2 separate regions of the Pan troglodytes genome follow, and region 2 is linked to region 1. A link is a contact called in public Hi-C data. All regions are on one chromosome and are shown on one strand. The core of a region is the stretch at or near the end of the contact, and the rest is flanking DNA. Distances in the headings are between cores, read along the strand shown.

The links. A called contact is a pair of places that touch in the nucleus more often than the background predicts.
Region 2: a contact with region 1 is called in a Hi-C map of induced pluripotent stem cells, with 4 times the contacts expected there. The contact joins the promoter of ACADS here to the promoter of POP5 in region 1. A contact is called at or near these places in 3 of 7 Hi-C or Micro-C datasets (induced pluripotent stem cells and stem cell-derived neural progenitor cells), 1 of 1 datasets of contacts at active chromatin or transcription factors (stem cell-derived excitatory neurons) and 1 of 1 other capture datasets (stem cell-derived neural stem cells).

Annotation. Positions count from the first base shown.
Region 1 is chr10:127,394,346-127,397,862 of NHGRI_mPanTro3-v2.0_pri, forward strand. It overlaps POP5 (POP5 homolog, ribonuclease P/MRP subunit), which reads right to left and starts at 1,845. Exons shown (of 5, transcript XM_509430.8): 1 at 1,781-1,845; 2 at 1,553-1,695; 3 at 216-365; 4 at 1-39. The coding sequence starts at 1,800.
Region 2 is chr10:127,538,994-127,542,426 of NHGRI_mPanTro3-v2.0_pri, forward strand. It overlaps ACADS (acyl-CoA dehydrogenase short chain), which reads left to right and starts at 1,654. Exons shown (of 10, transcript XM_001162935.6): 1 at 1,654-1,828; 2 at 2,923-3,086. The coding sequence starts at 1,783.

The DNA of each region.
Region 1 (3,517 bases), core at 595-3,094:
TGTACTGAATTAGGAACTTCTGACATGTTCTTATTGTACCTGGCATATGAGTTACTGTGGTCAACAGCTTGTGAAAGGTCTCGACCTTACAGACTTTCAGAGGTAGGGGGAAGTGTCTTGTTAGCGGGACAGCAGCAAGACCCACCCACCAGTCTAGACTGAACTGTGAACGTGTCACCAATTGAAAATCAGTAGCCATACCACCTCACTCCTACCTCCCACATGTAATGTGTTGAAAAAGCATGGGTAACGGTGTCCTTTGTTCTCCAAGTATGTGATGAAGGGAAGAGCTGACCACACAAGCTGATAGAATTCTTTTCTGCATCGAAGTAGCACTATTCCAGTATAGGCATTGAGGTATCGAACTACAACAGGAAAGAAAAATCATTTTGGAAAACTTTTGCTGTGTGTGGTGGCTCACGCCTGTAATCCCAGCACTTTGGGAGGCTGAGGTGGGCAGATCACTTTAAGTCAGGAGTTCGAGGCCAGCCTGGCCAACATGATGAAACCCCGTCTCTACTAAAAATACAAAAATTAGCTGGGTGTGGTGGTGCGCACCTGTAATTCCAGCCACTCAGGAGGCTGAGGCATGAGAATCACCTGAACCCAGGAGGCAGAGGCAGCAATGACCCCCGATCTCGCTGCTGCACTCCAGCAGCCTGGGCAACAGCCAGACTGTCTCGAAAAAAGGAAAACTTTGGAGTAACAGAGCCTACTATGTGCCAAAAGTATGTTGTAGGCAAGTGGCACGTAGATCAGCGAGTAAAAGAGAAAAGCCAAAACACCCACTGTGTTGCACACCACTCAGAACTGGTGAATGAATTTAGAATTGAAAATGCTTTCTAATTCACTAGTTAATTCAATAAATAGGAGCAGGTAGGAGGCGATCCGTTTTAATTTAGGAAAAACCCCCACAAAACCCTTGCCTGAAAAACAGGCTGTTTTACTGCATTTGGGCTCCGTAATTATTGTAGCAGTCAGCTCTCAGTCTCACCTGACTTAGGAGAGTTAAGTCTATCTGCATTTAACTCTCCAGAAGTCAATCTCAAACAAGGTAAAAGTGGGAACTAATTTAAGTGGTGTGAAAGAAGGGCCCCTCTGTCCTAGCTCATCCTGTATTTACATATATTGACAATCATGTGTTCTGTACTTTACCAACTATTTAAGGGCTTTCCCGGGGTACTTTTGACAATTTTTTTCCATGTGATGTTAATGTAATCGGTCATATAATAGCTCTTACTAGGAAGTATACACAGCTTCCCTCATTTAATTCTCTACCCTATCAAATACAATCACAACCAATTACAGAAATTACCTGTCAAGCAGGTAAAAAGAGGCTTCTAGCTCAAAGCCCCACTGCCTTCGGGCCCCTCCTTTTAGCGCTCTGCTAATTTCGGACTCTCGCTTGGGGTTCCAGGCGCTTAAAGAGATACCTTACAAAAAACGGTGCACGGGCTTGGCCACTCGTGCCCCTTCTTTCTTCCTCCGGCGCCTGCCCCCTCCACATCCCGCCATCCTCCCGGGTTCCCCTCTTTCCCCAGCGCCCTTGCACCCGCGAAGCCGATGGAGCAGGCGGCTGCGCCGAAAGTTCCGTGCACCCTGGCGATCGTGTCCCGTACGAGGCTGCTCAGAACTCGGTCATCGAGGCTTAGGCGGCAGCGGGGGTCGTCAGACACCAGTTCGCAGAGCAGGTACCTGCGGCAGGCGAGAGGAAGGTGGACACTAGCGGGGCCGCGAGGACCCAGCAAGGCACTGGGAGGGTCTGGAACGGAATGCTTACCTGTGCTTGAACCGCACCATGGCTGCCTCCGCGCTCTCCGGTCCGGCGTGCAAACCGGATGTGAGTTCTGCCCGCTGCCAATGGGAAGCTTGCTTCCGCAGCCTTTCAGCCATTCAGAGAAGGAGACAGGATATTAGGGCGGAGCTAGAAAGTTGAGAGGCCGAAGTCTGTCAGCTCCCTCAAGCCCCGCCCAACTGCGTTTGTAAGCGCGCATGCGTCCTGCGGAGGGTCACTGACTAGTTTGAGGGCTGAACCCCGGGATGGAGCGGCTTGCAGCTGTAATGGATGGTTCTGTTGCACACTGAAGTTTACAATAGTGTGTAGGATGCAGCCGCTACCCTTGGGGCCCTGGGAACCTTGCACCACAGTTATGTATGCGAGTATATTCTCTCCCCAAGGTGAACGGTGGAGCTTTTGAGGGCAAGACCCTGCACCTCACAGCCCAGGGATTGACAAACGGGAAATCGGACTTTTATTTTCAGGTTTGAGCTCAGTTTAATTCTTCCATACAGCTAAATATGCTATTGCTGTTTGGGCCTTTCAGCAATCTTAGGGAGGCGAGTGTGCCGTCTCGTTTTTTGCTCGCAGAAACAATACGTGGTCATTGTATTTTCCATTTCCGTTTACCTTTTTTTTTTTTAACAGAAAAGCACAAAGAAGCAAATAAATTATAATCCCAGCACTGAGAGAGAATAACTGTTGTCGTGTAGTGTGTTTTCTTCTGTCATTTTCCCCCTGCGCCAGTGGTTCTCAAAGTGCCGTCTGGGGACCACTGAGATTTCCTAAATTCACTCGATTTGGGAGTCCCCGAAGTCAAAATTACTTTCATAATAATGCTAAGATGTTACTTGTCTTTTTCATTCTCTCTGAGTGAACAGTCAAGTTTTCCAGAGGCTGCTTGACGTGATGACGTCACTGCTCTAGGAATTGTGTATTGTTTTTTAAACGTTTCTCAACTTTAATGTCCATAGTAAATATAACCCACAAAACTAAAAGCTCTTGGGCATCCTCAGTAACGTGTGTAAAGGGGTCCTGAGACAGAGAAAACAGCTTGAGAACTATGCCCTCTGTTAAATTATGCTTTTTTCTTTTATTTTTAAGTATTTAAAAAAAAGTCTTATGGGGTATTACATAAAGTACATATTCTTAAGTGTACATCTCAATGAATTTTTACATATGGATAGACTTCTATAACCACCTCCAAGATTAAAATAAAGAGCATTTCCAGTATCCCAGAAGGTTCCCTGAGCCCTCTTCCAGTCAAATTGCTTACTGCTATCAGCCACTATTACCACTTCTACCCTGCTAGATTAATTTTGCCTGTTCTTAAACTTTATATAAATGCAGCCAGGAGGCTGGCTGCAACCTCTGCCTCCTGAGTTCAAGCGATTCTCCTGCCTCAGCCTCCCGAGTAGCTGGGATTACAGGCACCTGCCACCACGACCAGCTAATTTTTGTATTTATTTATTTAGTTTTTTGAGACGGAGTCTCACTCTGTTGCCCAAGCTGGAGCATGATCTCAGCTCACTGCAACCTCTGCCTCCTGGATTCAGGCGATTCTCCTGCCTCAGCCTCCCAAGTAGCTGGGACTACAGGTGTGTGCCACCACAACTGGATAATTTTTGTATTTTTAGTAGGGACAGGGTTTCCCCATGTTGGCCAGGCTGGTCTTGAACTCCTGACCTCAGGTGATCCACCCACCTCGGCCTCCCAAAGTGCTGGGATTACAGGCGTGAG
Region 2 (3,433 bases), core at 404-2,903, 140 kb after region 1:
TGAACTCCTGACCTCAGGTGATCAACCTGCCTCGGCCTCCCAAAGTTCTGGGATCACAGGTGTGAGCCACTGTGGCTGGCCATAAAGGTAGGCTTATTAAGAAATACTTTAACTACAGTAAAATTTACCTCAATTAAGAGTATTGATGCATTTTGACAAATGAATACTTTTATTACCCATCACAATCATGATATAGGACATTTCCATCGTACCCACTCAGAAAGTTCCTGAGTTCCTTGTGTTTGCAGCCAGGTGACTTCCCCCACTTCGCCTCTTGCAACCACTATCTGATTCTGTCTCTATTGGAAAACTTGGATACTTTTAAAATGAAATTTGAACGTTCATATTTACAGTCACAAATTCTCAAGAGTCTGGTTTAGATGCTTTGTGGCACCTGAAGCAATTATTATTGGCCTTTGCTCACAAACACAACTCACTTATTTCTCCCTTTTCTCCTGCTTCTTCATCGTTTCTTCCACCCAGGGCTGGTTCCCAGGTGGGATGACTGAAAGGTGAGGAAGCCCTTAGAGCATTTGCCAGTGGGAGCCATTCATTTGACTTTAAAGTACTGAGAATTTAGAGGCGTTCTTTTAAATGCATTATTTGAAAAGAAAGGTAACACATTAAGGACTTTGCTGCATCTTTTGATTGGCTTTCCTCTAGGAAGTAGTGACCGAGGTTTCCACTTTCCTCCAAGAGGAAGAGACAGAAGTTTTGGCAAATAGGTCAATGCTGGGAACAGATGCCTGCCTGGCTGAGTGCTGGGAAAGAAAGGCAGTTGGAGGGATGTGTGGGTGCCTGGGAGGGCGTGGGTGGTGCCCAGGAGGCTATGGGAATCAGAATCACACTTGCACAAGAGAAGACCCTTATGGGACAAGTAAAATCAGCATAGTTTCTTGGGCGGGGCAAAGGTGTCCTGATGAGGATGCTAGGGGTCAAATATGTGGCTGGGTTCTGCCCCAATCGGGAATGAGACAGACAGTACTGAAGTGGAACGGGGGTAGCATCTCCACCCACCTTCACAGCCTCTGGGGAAAAGAAAGCTTTCCTTGCAGCCCAACTCCAGGGGCCTAAATATTGAGCACCAACACAAGACAGGTCCTTGAGCTTCTCGGAGCGAGTCGGGGAAGCAGATAATTTCAGATGCAAAGTGCCTTGAATAAACAGAACGAAAGATAGAGAGCCGGAGGGGAGAAACGGCTTGGTGTGGTCAGGGCAGGCATCCATGAGACCTGAACGAAGAGGGGGCATTCCAGACAAAAGGAACAGTGATCACAGAGGCCCCGAGTCAGGAACCAGCTAAGGGTCTTAGAGAAGAGCTGCCTCGTAAAGCTAAGCAACAATAACCAGGGAACGGTGGGCATGGGCCCTGATAGACAAGGCAGGTCTTGGCTTTTTAAGCCGTAGAATTGGATTTTAGGAGGGATGGGCCCGCCGACAAAGCCAACAAAGTTTTAACCCGAAGATCGCTATCTTATTTATGCTTTAAAAAGACCTCTCTGGCCTTTCTGCGAAGCTCTATCCTTAGCTTTCTCTTGTTAGCATTTTGATTAACGAATGTGGGCACGAACAGCCAGCTGACCGACCGCGCGCGCAGTCGAGCGTCGGTTCATCGCCTTGGGAGGGACCACTGGAGGCCCCGCCCCCTGGCCGCGAGCGCACCTCGGCCCCGCCCCCGAGGCCCTACGGGCGTGGCCTCTGCCCCGGGTCCCGCCCCCCAGCACTCCGGAACGGCGCGCTCGCAGCGGTAGGTCGCGAAGCCTGGGACTGTGTCTGTCGCCCATGGCCGCCGCGCTGCTCGCCCGGGCCTCGGGCCCTGTCCGCAGAGGTGAGTGCGCTGGGGATCCGTACGGCGGGGCTGCAGCCCGCGCCTGGCCCAGCGGGCGGAGGTCCTGGCGGCCGGCTCTGTCAGAGCCGCTGGCAGGCGGAGCCCCACTTCGGGAGCGCTCACGGCCTTTGCCCCAGTTCTGCTGCTCCTTGCGCCGACCCAGCCCGGCCCTTCAGGCGTCCCTGGTTCCTGCACAGACCCCTACCCCCCGATTGACCCCAGCCACCAGCCCAGTTCCCAGTTCCCATATCTCCCTCCCTTCATTTCACCCCCACTAGAGGTTCAGGGTGCGTCCTTCTTCCGGAGCCAGGCCTGGGATTGAACCAGACCCGCATCTGTGACCTTGGGCAAGACAGCCCCTCCTCAGCCTCGGTTGGCCCATGTGTAAAATGTCCACAGAGAAAATCAGAGTTGTTGGGAGGATTAAATCATAGGGTATGTAAAGCACTTCGTGCCTGGCGTGTAACAGGTGTTCCACAAATGCTCGTTCTTGCTGGTTAATACAGTACCTTTCCCATCTTACGTGTCTCCAGTTGTAGCAGCCGTGACACATATAGCCACGGCTTCCTTTGCCTGGCCTGAATTACAAGGGGAACGCTACTGAGAACTGTGTTAAGCGCTAGTTAGTCTTTCTTTCGCACTCCGAGGAGCGGAATACTATTCGCCTCCACTTGTTATAGAAACGGAGGCTCACTGACGTTTAAAACCCTTGCCTAAGGTCACAGAGCTGAGGTCTTATTACTGTTGGTATTATACTGAGGACTGAAGGATGTAGTGTATGGAAATGTCTAGTGAGTGTACTAAGCATTCAGTTAGTATGGGGTTTTCAGTGGCCGCCATGGACATTTTGGGCTGGCAGTTCTTTGTTGTGGGGGCTGTCCTCTGCCTTGTTGGATGTTCAGCAGGGATCCCGGACCCCTATCCACTGGGTACCAATAGCATTCCCCTGCTCTAGTTGTGACAACTAAAACTGGCTCCAGACATTGTGAGATGTCCCTTGGAGGGCAAAATCCTCCCTGGTGAGTTAGTGGGTCACTAGGATTCTTGGAGACCTCCTGCCTCCTCCTTCCACTCACTTCTGCCCTTGCCGGCAGCTCTCTGTCCTAGGGCCTGGCGGCAGTTACACACCATCTACCAGTCTGTGGAACTGCCCGAGACACACCAGATGTTGCTCCAGACATGCCGGGACTTTGCCGAGAAGGAGTTGTTTCCCATTGCAGCCCAGGTGGATAAGGAACATCTCTTCCCAGCGGCTCAGGTGAGAGTGCAACCTCAGCAGCCCACGATGGTGGTCTGCCCTCTGCTACTGGATGAATGGTGGCAGTGACAGTCAGCGGCACTCGGACTCTGGTAGAGGAACCCCAAAGCAGGGCCTGGAACCCAGAAAATGCTCTGGAAGTTTCCCTTGTCCAGCCTGTGGCCAGTAGCCAGGACTTAACTTCTGGGACAACAGTAATATGTGGTGGATGGTCAGTTGCTTACTGTGCCAGCCACTGTGCTCATTCTAAATAGTGCCTTTAGGGTGTTTGGCATGCACTAGGCACTGTTCTTGAGATGGGTTATCTCATCTGTTCCTCACAACGGTCCTGTGAGGTGAAGGTACTA